2 separate regions of the Ovis aries genome follow, and region 2 is linked to region 1. The links are chromatin contacts, called in public Hi-C maps. All regions are on one chromosome and are shown on one strand. Each heading gives the region's core, a stretch centred on a gene start, on an enhancer-like site or on the middle of the called end of the contact. The rest is flanking DNA. Distances are from core to core; before and after follow the strand shown.

Evidence for each region. A called contact is a pair of places that touch in the nucleus more often than the background predicts.
Region 2: a contact with region 1 is called in a Hi-C map of liver, with 11 times the contacts expected there. The contact joins the enhancer-like site here to the promoter of DRD1 in region 1. A contact is called at or near these places in 12 of 16 Hi-C or Micro-C datasets (blood, hypothalamus, liver and 7 more).

Annotation. Positions count from the first base shown.
Region 1 is chr7:5,706,448-5,710,221 of ARS-UI_Ramb_v3.0, reverse strand. DRD1 (dopamine receptor D1) reads right to left here and starts at 1,583. Exons shown (of 2, transcript XM_004010191.5): 1 at 1,122-1,583; 2 at 1-1,027. The coding sequence starts at 522.
Region 2 is chr7:6,263,192-6,267,096 of ARS-UI_Ramb_v3.0, reverse strand. No RefSeq gene overlaps it. Among named protein-coding and RNA genes, the nearest start is that of TRNAC-ACA, 72 kb to the left of the region's middle. Within about 2 kb of position 1,311, at least 4 of the 54 cell types and tissues checked have an H3K27ac peak or open chromatin away from gene starts, as enhancers often do. A contact at or near this core is called in liver and tail adipose tissue, where this site is marked.

The sequences.
Region 1 (3,774 bases), core at 334-2,833:
CCCCTCGGAGGGACCTGTGGGTTTTGCCTTGTGCCAGCTGAGCTGCACGGGGATGAAGGAGATAAGAACCGACAAAGTCCATGCCACACTGATCAGAATGAAGGCTGCCTTGGGGGTCATCTTCCTCTCATACCGGAAGGGGCTAGAGATGGCCCAATACCTGTCCACACTGATCACACAGAGATTGAGGATGGATGCGGTGGAGCACATGATGTCAAAGGCCACCCAGATGTTACAGAAGGACCCGAAGGGCCAGAAGCCAGCGATCTCGGCCACCGCTTTCCAGGGCATGACCAAGACGGCCACCAAGAGATCCGATACAGCCAAGGAGATGACGAAGAAGTTAGTCACCTTGGATCGCAGGTGGCGGAACCTGATCACGGCGGCACAGACCAGCGTGTTCCCCAGGAGGGTGGACAGGATGAGCAGAGACAGGAAACAGGCTGTGAGAATGCGGAAGGAGAAGTCTCTCTCCGCCACCAGCCCGGTGCCTTCCATGGCAGACGTGTTGAGAGTCCTCATCTTCCTGAAGACGAGCACAGAGAGGGGCTCGGACACCCCCAAGTTCCTAAGCAGCGATTGGGGATCGGTCAGACCTGCAGGAGTCCTCAGGGGCCACACAGTCCCTTGCCCAGCCCCACTTGCTCTCCGGGGTGGAGGACCTCACCAGCATTCCACCAGACGGCTGCAACAGCCGAATGGCAGGAGCCTGCCCTTGGCAGTCCGAGTCAGCCCCTTGGAAGGTCTCTCTTGCTCTCTACAACTGTCTTCTGTCTTCCTTGCTCCAGGTCACTGTCGCCGGGACAAGTTGACCCTTCAGTGCCTCCTGGAAAGCCCTGTTTTTTTAGCATATTCTAAGCTGTCAAGCCAGAGACTCTCAGGCCTCTACCGAGCTAGTCAATTGTCGTCACATTCCGGGTCTGTGGCCTCTCTGGTGGTGCCAGCAAAGTCTCCCCTCTGAGGCGCAGCTTAAAATACATGCCCCGCTCCTCCAAGCCCCGGGCTCCGCAGCAGCTCCCCTAAAGCCCTAGAAAGCAAAGAGAAAGCAAAGGTCGTTTGCCGACAGGAGCAGATCGCATCTTCACTGTCAAGCCCAATCCAGCTCCCTCTGAGCCACCTACCTTGCCTTGGGATTTTCTCTCTCTAAGCCCCCCGGGAGCTCCTGAGCTCGGAGAGCAGTCTTCGGAGGCGACGCAGCGTCCGGGCACCCAGGAGGCGCGTCTGAGTCCTGCCCTGCGCGCGCAGCTTGGGTTCCGCGACCGACGCGCAAAAATCGCAGGAGCAGGTTTGGGCAAAGGATCCCGGGCCAGGTCCACAGAAAGCTGGCGTTGCCCTGCACTGCCTCGAGTGGCTGGAGGCGGTTCAAAGCGGACGAGACCCCGGAAAAGGGCTTCCAGGCTCTCGGAGAGAGGCCACCCCCAGTACTACTCCCCTGGGCAGCTACCTTCCTCCCGGAGCCGAGCGCTCGGGCACCCCTCCAGCGGCCTCGGGCCCCTCGGGGATGAGCCCTGCGCCTTCCCGCAGAACTGCCCGCTTCCTCCCGGGAGCCCGTGGGCACACGACGCAGAGAGAGCCGAGCTTGTACCGGAGGGCGCCCGGGCCGTCCGGGTTCCCTCGGGGCTCAGCCCACCTCGCCCCCGCGTCCCCTCCCCTGCCCCGGAGGCGGGCCTCGCTTGATAGGCAAGAGTTGCAGGCGACAGCCGCACGTGGGTCGCCCGGCTGGTGCCGCGGGCGAAAGGGGTGGGGGGGAGCCCCCCTGAGTGCTTGCCCGTCCCGGGTTACCCCGCCAAACCCCGGGTCCCCGGAACCCGGGACGGCACCCGGACAGGGGCCCGCGAGAAAAGACCCCAAGGTGAAAACCTCAAGCAAGCCCGAGTCTCCAGGAAGCAAAGCTCCGCGCGCCATCCAGCGCCTGCTCGGGGTCAACCCCACGCCCTTCTCAAGACCAAACGCAAGCTGAGGCCAGGCTCACTCTTCCACGCACATCAACCTCCAGAACAGCCCCAGCAGGCGCTGCCTCCAAGGGCCCCTCAACTGGGATGAAACGTGCCCCGCGAGCGCCTGTACTCACCGCTCGCCGGGCGGGCTCCGCGCAGCAGCGCGCCTGGGCGGGTGCGCTCGGCTGCGCCCCGAGGGCGCTCACCTGGCGCCCGGCTTGGGTAGCGCGCGCGTCCACGGCTGTGGTCAGCGCCGGACTGCAGCCTGTGCCCGGCGCCCGGCGAGCGCCGCGAGCCCAGCGCCACGCTTTCAGCGGGCCCGGGGCGCCCTCTGCCGGCCGTTTTGGCTTCCAGCGCCCCGACTGCGCCCTCTCAGACCCCAACCTCGCCGCTGTGGGCTCCAGCATCCGCGTGGGACCGCGCCTGGACCCACTCTCCCTCGACCATGCCTGCCAGAACCTGGGAAAGGGGGTGGAGTCCTCTGCTTAAATCCCTAAAAACTGACAAGGGTGACAGTTTTCTTTTGCTGGCACTTCATTCCCTGAGCCAATGTACAATATTTTCCAGAGCGCTCACTGCATGTACCAAGAGCAACAGGGTAAGCAAGATGCAAGCTCTTCTCCCAAAGAGTCAACCAGAGAGATCTGGCATTTGCTGAACAGACTCTGGGTCCCAGACACACGCCATATGTCGCCCACCCCTTAGAAAAATCCCTCCTCATAAACTTCCTCATCTCCATTCTTCCCAAGTGGAAAATCAGGTTCAAAAATGTACCCAAAGTTACAGGGTTGCTGAGGGTGTGCCAGCTGCCTGACTCCCACCTGCGCCTTATTTTCACCTACACATCACTGCCTTCTGGGAACTCTGAGTCTAGTCTGGGAGTCCACGAACTACATAATTACCCACAAAGCTTATTTAAGGAAAGGGCAGGATGAAGCCGGAGAAGGCAGTGGCACCCCACTCCAGTCCTCTTGCCTGGAAAATCCCATGGACAGAGGAGCCTGGTAGGCTGCAGTCCATGGGGTCGCTAAGAGTCGGGCACGACTGAGCAACTTCACTTTTACTTTTCACTTTCATGCATTGGAGAAGGAAATGGCAACCCACTCCAGTGTTCTTGCCTGGAGAATCCCAGGGACGGGGGAGCCTAGTGGGCTGCCATCTCTGGGGTCGCACAGTGTCAGACACGACTGAGGTGACTTAGCAGCAGCAGCAGCAGCAGGATGGAAGCAAGGGAGCCTGGAGATGACTGCCTCTGAGCCCCTCCCCTGCTGTCCTGGGCAAAATCTCAGGAAACAGACTTCACAACTAAAAGGTAGAAATTACTTTTATGTAAATGGCGACATCACAGTGCCTTGCTGTGCCTTCCTAAGAGTAGGGAAGATAAGTGAGTAGTTTCCATGTCAGACTGCCTGGCTTCCAGTCCCTACCTTGCCACCGCTGGTCACATGTGCCCTCTCCCCTCTCCAAGCTTGCTTTCTTCCTCCATAAAACAGTGACGGCATAACAGGTTTGTTCTAAGTATTCAAGGAGATGATATTTGTTGAGGGCTTGGCAGGGAGCCTAGGACCCAGTCAGTCCCCTTTTCCTTGTAGGAACCCCTGGGGGCTCATTAGAAAACCTATAGTCTTATTTCCTTGAGAACCTCGCACCACATTGAAAGCCACAATTTTCTTGGTAAAAACCCTGACTCTAAATAATAATTCCATCCAATTAGCCAGTACAAGCTGCACCTTGGTTTTCAACAAAAGAACCGTGTTACAGACAGCAGACCCTCCTTCGCTCCCATCCCCAGCTGTTCTCCCGTCCTCACCCTTACTGTCCCCCCATCCTCACCCTT
Region 2 (3,905 bases), core at 62-2,561, 560 kb before region 1:
ATGGGAAGACTGAGGCTCAGCACTGGGAGGGACTTGCTCAAGGCTTTGGCCTTCCTAAAACCCAGGATTTTCCCCACAGTGACACCTACAGGGGCCTACCTTGGCTCATGGGTCTCCTGTGTAGGACTTGGAGAGCTACTAAGGAGGGGCAATCTTGGCAAATAGGAGGAACTGATTTGCTCCACTTGGGTCCATGATCATCATAATTGTTGTTCAGTTGCCAAGTTGGGTCCCACTGTTTGTGACCCCGTGGACTGCAGCACACCAGGCTTCCGTGTCCTTCACCATCTCCTGGAGCTTGCTCAAACTCATGCCCCTTGAGTCAGTGATGCCATCCAACCATCTCATCCTCTGTCATCCCCTTCTCCTCCCACCTTCAATCTTTCCCAGCATCAGGGTCTTTTTCCGTGAGTTGGCTCTTTGCATCAGGTCCAAAGAACTGGAGCTTCAGCTTCAGCCTCAGTCCTTCCACTGAGTACTCATCATAAGAGTGACCACTGTATCCTAGAAATCACAGTCAACACTTTACAGGAGGGATACTTCCAACCTCCTGTGTCCCTGAAAAGTGGGTGTTGTTATACCCATTTTCCAAATGAGGAAACTGAAGTTCAGACAGATTACATTTTCTCATCAAAGATCCCATAGCTGGGAAGAGGCAAGTCTGGAAGTAAAATCTCAGCCTGATACCCTGTGCTGTCTGCCTTCTACCTTTTTATCTCATGTGACCCTCCCCTCTTTACAGGTGAGGCAACAGGCACACAAAGGTACCATCACTTTTGCTGGGAGCTTCTGGGAGTCACACCCATGATTTGAACTGGTGATGTGAACACTTGTGCTTCAAAGGATCTCCAGCCCTGAAATCTCTCACTTCACGAGTGTCACCCAGGCCTTTCTGCATCCCTGGCCCTCAGTCACCTCAGCTCTTTTTACCTTTGCTTTCCTCCTGGAAGCACAGAGAAGACAATTCTAGATTTAATGAGGACCTTGGTCCCTGCCATGTATCAGATCTTTGCTGAGCCCTTCTGCATAGCCCTAGCCTTCTCATGTGTAAGATGGAGTCACCAGGTTGACCTCTTAGGTTGTCGTGAGACTGATTCAGTGACATGATGAGAAACCAGAGCCCAGTCTCTAGGGGAATGCGTATGTTCCGCAGACAAGGGAACGTGGCCAGGAAGAGGCTGCAACTGAAACCGAGCCTCATGCTGCTTACGAAACTCTAGGCTGCTTTGGCTTGTCCTGTTCTGTAGAGCTAGGCATCCTGATTCTTTCCAAATGCAGCAATGAAGCAATCGTGGTATTTGTTCACTGCAGTGAGTTAATCAGAACAGACTTCCTGCGGTTGGCAACTGGAGCAGGGGAAGGAAGGGGGCGGTCCTCCAGCTCCTCCAGCTACACCCAGCCTCACTGGGGATGGAAGGATGAATATCTTGGCATGTCTGCAACCTGCTCAGTTTCACTCTGGCATAGGGGCTGGAAAGCTCTGTAAACTCCACTGCTTGTAAGAAGCACCTGGGGAGTCTGGAAAAGACCCCAGGGCCCAAGGGGCCCATCCAGCAACATCAGATCTCTGGGAGTGAGAACCAGGCATCAGAGTCTTTTAAAGTTCTCCAGGTACCCTCCAATGTAGAACCAAGTTTGAGTATCTATGCTCCAAGGAACTTACCCTTTTAGAAAATTCTTCTTCCCCCAGTGTGGGTGGGACTTGCCTTTAACAATGAGCTGAGATCAGGCTCTTGGTCACATACAGTATCTGGTTCACAAGATAAAGGGACCTCCTTGGAGCTGTTTGGAAGTAGGGCAAGAAAGAGACTCAGACCAAGGGGTAATTTGTGCCACTGAGGAAGAAGAAAGTCAGGAAATGCTCACTGTGAGCACGTTAAAGAGGACTCATTTTCCCTTGACGCTGGTAGAATCCACTCTATCTCTCCAAATGGTATGCACAGTAATTTTCTTCAGTTCAACCATTGTTTTTTTTGGGCACCTGCTCTAATGTATCCAGGGCTATGTTCAATGTCAGTGATACGTAGCTGATACATAGTTTAATAAACTGTAGTTAAGAAACTCTGAGCTGTGTGTGTGTGGGAGGAATGAACAGAGAGATGACAGTGCTATGACTTAAGAATCTAATCAAGATTCGTGGAAAGTCCTATGAGAAGCCAATGGAATGCTGCCTCACTTAGTCTAAAGGGAATGGCTCCCCGGCAAAGCGGGTTTTGAGGGATCAATAGGAGTAAACTGGGGTGTAAAGATTCTCAGTTTGTGATATGCTTGGGAAATAGCTTGCAGCTGGTTGGTCGGGAGAGGAAACAAGCTGGATCATGGAGATTCTTGAGTACCTGACTGAACTTGGACTTTGTCCTGTAGGGAGTGAGAAACCTTGGAAAGAGAAAATGTGTAATCCTCTTTTTTCCCCAAGGGTGTTACCGTAGTGCTATGAATCAAAAGTAATGAACTCTATATAGCACTTCAAAAATGATTCAAGCAGGGCTACCTAAAACATAAAAAGCAAGTGGTATGAGATGATATTAGCATGATATTATTTATTTGAAGTTTAAAAACATGACAGAAATATAGTGTATTGTTTATAGCTACATGCTGTATATAGTAAAAGTACAGCATCGTTCCTGGAATGATTCCCAGCAGTTTCTGGATGGTGGTTCTCCCTGGGGAAGGACAGAAGACATGAGATCAAGAAGGGATATACAAGATGATTTAATTGTATCCACAAGTTTTTCTTTCTTTACATAAATAGTAAAAAGATCTGAAGCAAATGACTAAATGGTGAGATGCTTAAGGCCAGCATATACCTTATAATATGTGTGTGTGTGTGCGCGTGTGTTCAGTGGCTCAGCTGTGTCCAACTCTTCGCAATCCTATGGACCGTGGCCTGCCAGGCTCCTCTGTCCATGGGGTTCTCCAGGCAAGAATACTGGAGCGGGTTGCCATGCCCTCCTGCAGGGGATCCTCCCGATCCAGGGATTGAACCCACGTCTCCTGTGTCCCATATTGGCAGGCTGATCCTTGACCACTGAGCCACCTGGGTTACACTACATGTCCCCTAAATTTTCTCTCTGTTAAAAATATTCATAGTAAGAACTCCAATACTTTGGCCACCTGCTGCGAAGAACTGACTCATTTGAAAAGATCCTGATGCTGGGAAAGACTGAAGGCGGGAGGAGAAGGGGACGACAGAGGATGAGATGGTTGAATGGCATCACTGACTCAATGAACATGTTTGAGTAAACTCTGGGAGTTGGTGATGGACAGGGAGGCCTGGCGTGGTGCAGTTCATGGAGTCACAAAGAGTCGGATACAACTGAGCGACTGAACTGAACTGAAGGATATTTTGAAAACAGAGTTATAAAGCAATGTTTTTCCCTCTCCAGACACCCTTCCCATTGCTTGTATACTTTTCAGTGCCCTTATGTTTTCTATCAGATGCATTTAAAAGAGAAGTGTGTCCAAAAATGTTCTCCATATAGAATCACAGAACAATTAATTTCACGGGCTTTGGAAGTAGTTTAAAGATGCTCAAGATACAGTTCAGTTCAGTTCAGTTCAGTCGCTCAGTCGTGTCCGACTCTTTGACCCCATGAATCACAGCACACCAGGCCTCCCTGTCCATCACCAACTCCCAGAGTTCACTCAGACTCACGTCCATCGAGTCAGTGATGCCATCCAGCCATCTCATCCTTGGTCGTCCCTTCTCCTCCTGCCCCCAATCCCTCCCAGCATCAGAGTCTTTTCCAATGAGTCAATTCTTCGCATGAGGTGGCCAAAGTACTGGAGTTTCAGCTTTAGCATCATTCCTTCCAAAGAAATCCCAGGGCTGATCTTTAGAATGGACTGGTTGGATCTCCTTGCAGTCCAAGGGACTCTCAAGAGTCTTCTCCAACACCACACTT